Regions from separate parts of the Podarcis muralis genome. Here region 1 is linked to region 2. Evidence: chromatin contacts called from public Hi-C data. All regions are on one chromosome and are shown on one strand. The core of a region is the stretch at or near the end of the contact, and the rest is flanking DNA. Distances in the headings are between cores, read along the strand shown.

Region 1 (2,981 bases), core at 71-2,570, 180 kb after region 2:
CTTCCATTTGGGCCTGAACATTTGCCTACCCCACCCCCGTTGTTAGCCATGCCCTCTTCCTGCCGCCCCGCCCTTGGCCTCACCGGTGCCATTCAGGCCAATGAGGCCGTAGCGCCGCCCCGAGTTGAGCTCCAGCCTGGTGTCGCTCAGCAGCTCCTGTCCGTGGAAGGTGAGGGAGAGGTTGATGATGTGGACGTCGGTGCTGTTGGGGTGCGAGGCGAGGACCCCCGTCACGGCGCGGGCGGCCGCCTTCTTCAGCTCAAAGTCCTCAATGGCCTTGGAGATGGTGTCCACATCTGGAGGGGGAATCACAGCCCCATGAGAACCTAGGGCTCCTCTCAGGGGGGGGGGAGGGAAGAGAGAACTGGGCGCCCCCCCCCCCCGTGCCAAACCCCTACCTTTCACAGGAGAGAGAGAAGGAAAGCTGCCTTCTGGAATGACACACAGCGGTTCTCCACCTGTGGGTCCCCAGATGTTGTTGGACTACAACTCCCATCATCCCTGAGCTCTGGCCTTGCTAGCTGGGGTGATGGGAGTTGTAGTTCAAAAACATCTGGGGACCCACAGGTTGCTTTACAGGGTGTGTGACATCTGCACAAAGGGGGGGGGGGAGAGATAAAAACCCGGAGAGGGCAACAACCCCCGTGGCTCCTCACTGAGGACTGGAGCTTTGCTTGAGAGAAGGTGATGAATCCTCCCGGTGGGGGAGCCCCCTTAAGGGCAGCTTCGTGCCCCACACGCCGGCCCACGTGCCAGAGAAGGGGGGAGGGGGAGGAGCGGCCCTTCCGGGATGCTCACCCGGCTCGGCCCGGCGGAAGAGGGCGGCTCCTCACTGAGGACTGGAGCCTTGCTTGAGAGGAGGCGCTGAATCACCCCGATGGGGGAGCCCTGCCCCACATGCGAGAGGAAGGAGCGGCTCTTCCGGGCAGAAAAAGGACTGGCGAGGGGGAAAGGGCGGAAGAGGGCAGCGACCTCCCCGCGGCTCCTCGCTGAGGACTGGCGCCTTGCCGGAGAGGCGCCGCTGAGCCCCCCTCCCCGCCCACCTGGCTCGGCGTCGGCCCCGTTGTCCTGGCGGCCCCCCCGGGCGGCCTCGGGCTCCCCGCCGGCGTCCTCGCCGTTCTCCTCGGGGCCTCTGCGGGGCCTCTGGCGGGCCTTGGCCGCCTCCTTCTTCTTGGCCGCCTTCTTCTTGGCCAGGTCCGACGGCATCGCGGGAGGAGGAGACCCGGCCTCGCTGCTCCCTCCTGCCTGGACTCCGCCGGCCTCTCGCTCTCTCGCTCGCTCGCTCGCTCTCGGCCGCGCTTTCCCTCCTGTCGCAACAGAGCAGCTGCCGCCGCCGCGTGCACCCTAGGCCCCGCCCCGCCCCGCCAATGGCCGCCCGAGACGTCAGCGCCCGCCGGGCCCCGGGGCACGCCGGGAAGGCGAGTCTGGGCGGACTGCGGCCCGGCCCGGCATGCCCCGCGCCTTGGGAAGGGGCACCCTGGGAAATGGAGTCCGCCCTCTTCCCCGGAGGGAGGCGCCGCTGGGGCGGAAGAAGAGGAGCGGGAGGAAGCGCGGGAGGCCGGGGACGGGAGGAGCGTGTGAACGCCAGACACGTGTCGGGGCCGAGCTGCGGAAGGGCAAGGGGCGGACGGGGGCGGAAGGTGAGCCCCGGGAGCCGGGGCAGGAGCGAGGGGGAAGCCGCCTCCATCCGAGGGGAAGGGGCAGACCGCCCCGTCGGGGCAGCCGGCCAGCCCCGCTCCGGCCTCTGCCCCACCGGGCGCGCGCGGGCGTCTCCTCGGCGCCTGCCCCCTCCTGCTAAGGGACCCCCGATGGCCCCTTCGTGCCCCCTCCCAGAGGGCGCGTCCCGGCGGGGGTGATGCTGCCCCGGCGCCCACCCGTCCCGATCTCTTTCCTCCCTCCCTCCCAGTTCTGCGCTTAGCCCCGGCCTTAGACGGCGCGGTGGGGGTGTCCCCCTTGCCCTCCTCCCGGGGGCTCTTCGTGGGGGCGGGTGCTGCTGTCTTCCTTGCTGTCCAGGCGCCCATCCTCCCTGACCTCCCTCCCAGCTCTGCCCCAAGCCCTCGCTTCAGACGGCGCGGGCGGGCGCACCGTCTCCTCGCTCCCTTTTGGGGGGCGCATTGTGGGGTGGGTGCCGCTGTCTTCCGTGCTGCCCAGGGGCGCCGTGGTGACCCCCTCCCTCCCTCCCTCCCCGCTCCCCGGTTTGCGCTTAGCCCCGGCCTTAGACGGCGCGGTGGGGGTGGTCCCCTTGCCCTCCTCCTGGGGGCACTTCGTGGGGTGGGTGCCGCTGTCTTCCATGGTGACCCCTTTCCTTCCTTCCTCCCTCCCCGCTCCCAGGTCTGCGCTTGGCCCCGGCCCTGGACGGCGCGTCCGGCAAGGCGCCCCGCTGCCCCTCGGCTCGCCGCTCCATGGTCGCGGAGCCCCGGCTGCCCCGTCCGGGCGCCCGCCGCCGGCCATGCGCGTGGCCACGGTGCTGGCGGTGCTGCGCCCGGCGCTGCCGCTGCTGCTGGGGCTCTCGCTGGGCTGCAGCCTGAGCCTGCTGCGCGTCTCCTGGATCCAGGGCGACGCCGGAGACTCTTGCGCCGACGCGGCCGGCGGAGCCGCGCTGGGCCATGGGCGCCAGCCCGACGGAGAGGGGCTGCCGGGGGCCGGAGGAGGAGCGGGGCCGGGCAGGAAGGAGGGCGAGGAGTCGCAGGAGGAGTTCAAGCCGCGCATCGTGCCTTACTACAGGGACCCCAGCAAGCCCTACAAGAAGGTGCTCAGGTAAGGCGCTTAGGCTGGAGGGGGCAAGCCTTCTCCCCACAGCTGGGTTCCAGGGGCTTTGGGGAGGAGGAGGACTGTCGTGCCAGAGGTAAGCAAGGCTTTTGCCAACAGTCCCAAATAATAATAATAATAATAATAATAATAATAATAATAATAATAATACTTTATTTATATCCCACCCTCCCCAGCCGAAGCTGGGCTCAGAGCGGCTAACAACAATAAAA
Region 2 (2,997 bases), core at 354-2,853:
CACAAGCAGGATCTGGCCATAATGTCTCCTCCTGCAGTTTCCAGCATCTGGTTCTGGAGGGCATTTGCTGAGCAGGCAGCATTAGAAATTAGCCAGGTGTGTTTTGCGACTGGCGCATGTCCAAGTGGAGATTTCTGGGTGCCAGGCTGGCGACTGGGGGAAGCCAAAGGCCCCTTCAAGAAGGAGCTGAAATATTCTCCTGGAAGCTTGACTTTGTTTTGCTCGGTGCTGTTTTGAGTTGGTATTTCAATGTGCCGCTTTTGAGATTTTTTCTTTAAAAGATAAAGCTGTATACAGTGGTACCTCGGGTTAAGTACCGTATTTTTTGCCCTATAGGACGCACTTTTTCCCCTCCAAAAATGAAGGGGAAATGTGTGTGTGTCCTATGGGGCGATTACAGGCTTTCGCTGAAGCCTGGAGAGCGAGGGGGGTCGGTGCGCACCGACCCCTCTTGCTCTCCAGGCTTCAGGAAGCTCTGCGCAAGCCGTGGGAGAGCTGTGCGAAGTCGCGCAGCTCTCCCACGGCTTGCGGATAGCAGCCTGTTCTGGGGGCTGGGGTCAGGGGAAGCTTGGGCTTCCCCCGCCCCAGCCCCGCGCCTGGGGGGGAAATAATTTTTTTTTCTTTATTTCCCCCCAAAAAAACTAGGTGCGCCCTATGGGGCGAAAAATACGGTACTTAATTCATTCCAGAGGTCCGTTCTTAACCTGAAAGTGTTCTTAACCTGAAGCACCACTTTAGCTAATGGGACATCCCGCTACTGCCGCGCTGCCGGAGCACGATTTCTGTTCTCATCCTGAAGCAAAGTTCTTAACCCGAGGTAATATTTCTGGGTTAGCGGAGTCTGTAACCTGAAGCGTCTGTAACTTGAGGTACCACTGTAGAACCAATAACAACAACGAAACCTCAAAACCGATGCCTACGTTCCATTGTGGCCACAGTACCCCAGGTCTGAGGTGCCATTTGGCACTGAGATTGTCTAGCTGAGTTTCTGTGTGCAGGAGAGAGCATGGAAAGGAGGAGCAAGGTCGCCTTTAGGAGACACCGGAAGGCAGCCCAGGAGAGGGGAGTCTGGGCAGTGGTTAATGTTCTATTATGTTTTCATATACAGCATGCTGCCAGCTGCCCAGGGGGGCGGGGTGCAAATAAAATAAGAGCAATAATAATAATAATAATAATAATAATAATAATAATAATAATAAAGGTGCCTGGGAGCCCATCCCCCCCCCCCGGAAGCAGCGCTCCCTTCGGGGCTCCAGGCTGAGAGGCCCCATTCGGGGTGCCCCCAAAGAGGGGGGGACTCTTCCCTTCCCGCGCAGGCGCCGCCTTCACAACAGCCCTGCCAGGTGGGCGCCTGGGAGGAGGGAGGGGCGCCCCCCCCCCGGGACTCGGCCCCCGCCCCCCTGGCGGAGGCGTCTCCTAGCAACCGCCCCCCCCCCTCCGCGACCCCGACTCACCCGCGACCCCGCCAGCCGCCGCCGCTTCCTCCTCCATCCTCCTCGGGCTGCCACTCAGGCGCTCCCGCCCTCCCTTCCGGCCGCCCGCGCGCGGCATTGTGGGCCTCGTAGTCCCCGCCCGCCCGACTTCCGGCTTCCGGGGCGAGACCGGCCTGCCAGGCGGGGGCCGTAGTTGGGGCGCGCGGTGCCTTGTGGGTCCTCCTCGTCGCAGGGGATTGTGGGCGCTGTAGTTTTCCCTTCCCGGGCGGAGTCGGGAGGAAGAAAGGGAAGGCTGCTTCCTGCGGTGCAGAGTGGGACTGCGGAACTGCCTGCCACAGGAGGCCACCAACTGGACGGCTTCAAAAGAGGCTCCAGGAAATTGAGGGAGGAGGAGGAGGATGATAGGAAAGGCTCTGGCTCCACAGTCAGAGGCAGAAATGCTTCCCAAGACCAGTTGCTGGAAAACGCAGGAGGGGAGAGCGGCTCTGTGTTCGAGTCCTGCTTGAGGTTTTCCCACTGGGGCCTCTGGCTGGCCTCTGTGAGAACAAGATGCTGGACTAGAGGCGCATTGGCCTGATCCAGCAGGCTCTCAAATGGCTTCTGCGCTGAATCATTCCTCCTTCGTGGGCAGCATCCCACAAAGCAGAAGGTTGAGAAGAGGCCAAAGGAAGTCCTCCTCTGTGCAGCACAGAGTTCGACAGTGGAACTCACTGCCACAAGAGGCCGTGCTTCTCAGCCTGACAGGCTTGTTGTGAGGATTGGATAGGGAAAGGAGACTCCCCAGCAGAAAGGCCCCTCCAAATCCTGAGGGTGACGGTCGCTTGGGCTGCGCAGGAGCCAACTCTCCCCATGGCCACATGCACGTCTGGGGACAGCCAGAAGGGGGCAGTAGCCAATGTCAGTTCAGTCCACAGGCAGCTTCGAGAGGAACTGGGGGGAAGCGACCCTCAATTCTTCTCCTCTCGGCCCTGATGTCCACAGATCCATAAAAAGAGAAGGATCAGGCCACTGGCCTTCCAAAGCCCTCTCCTCCTCTTTTAAAGCCATGTAGCAGTCCTGAGGCAGAGAGTTCCACAGGTTAACTCTGTGCTGTGTGAAGGGCCTTCTTTGATCTGCCCTGAATCTTCCATCAGAGGATGAATTTAATGCCTCGAGGAATGGCCTTGCGCAGGAGTAAAATGCCTCCCCGTCCGCACCCCAACCCCAAGAGCCAGCCAAACGGCACAGGTGGCAGGACCAGGCAGGGCAGCGCCTGCTCCCTGCCTGGACCACCTGAGCCTACATCCTCTGCTGGATGACCCTTGTGGTCCCTCTATGATTCTGTGTATTATTCGGGTTGCAGCTCAGCGACAGAACATCTGCTCTGCAGGCAGAAGGTCCCGGGTTCAGTTCCCAGCAGCACCTCCAGGTAGGGCTGGCAGAGACCCCTCCTTGAAACCCTGGAGAGCCGCAGCTGCCAGTCAGTGTGGACAATATAGGGCTAGATGGTCTCAAGCAGCATGGGATGCTTGAATGGTATCCGTCTGGCTAGGGAGACAATGGGAAAATGCACCTTTGAGGGCAA

Evidence for each region. Hi-C and Micro-C count contacts between places; a contact is called where the count stands out from the background.
Region 1: a Hi-C map of tail shows a contact between it and region 2, with 5 times the contacts expected there. The contact joins the promoter of ABCF2 here to the promoter of TMUB1 in region 2. A contact is called at or near these places in 2 of 3 Hi-C or Micro-C datasets (blood and tail).

Annotation. Positions count from the first base shown.
Region 1 is chr12:1,386,470-1,389,450 of rPodMur119.hap1.1, forward strand. It overlaps ABCF2 (ATP binding cassette subfamily F member 2), which reads right to left and starts at 1,321. Exons shown (of 14, transcript XM_028750337.2): 1 at 1,044-1,321; 2 at 84-296. The coding sequence starts at 1,206. It overlaps CHPF2 (chondroitin polymerizing factor 2), which reads left to right and starts at 1,486. Exons shown (of 5, transcript XM_028750318.2): 1 at 1,486-1,640; 2 at 2,332-2,757. The coding sequence starts at 2,450.
Region 2 is chr12:1,208,164-1,211,160 of rPodMur119.hap1.1, forward strand. It overlaps TMUB1 (transmembrane and ubiquitin like domain containing 1), which reads right to left and starts at 1,604. Exons shown (of 3, transcript XM_028750414.2): 1 at 1,455-1,604.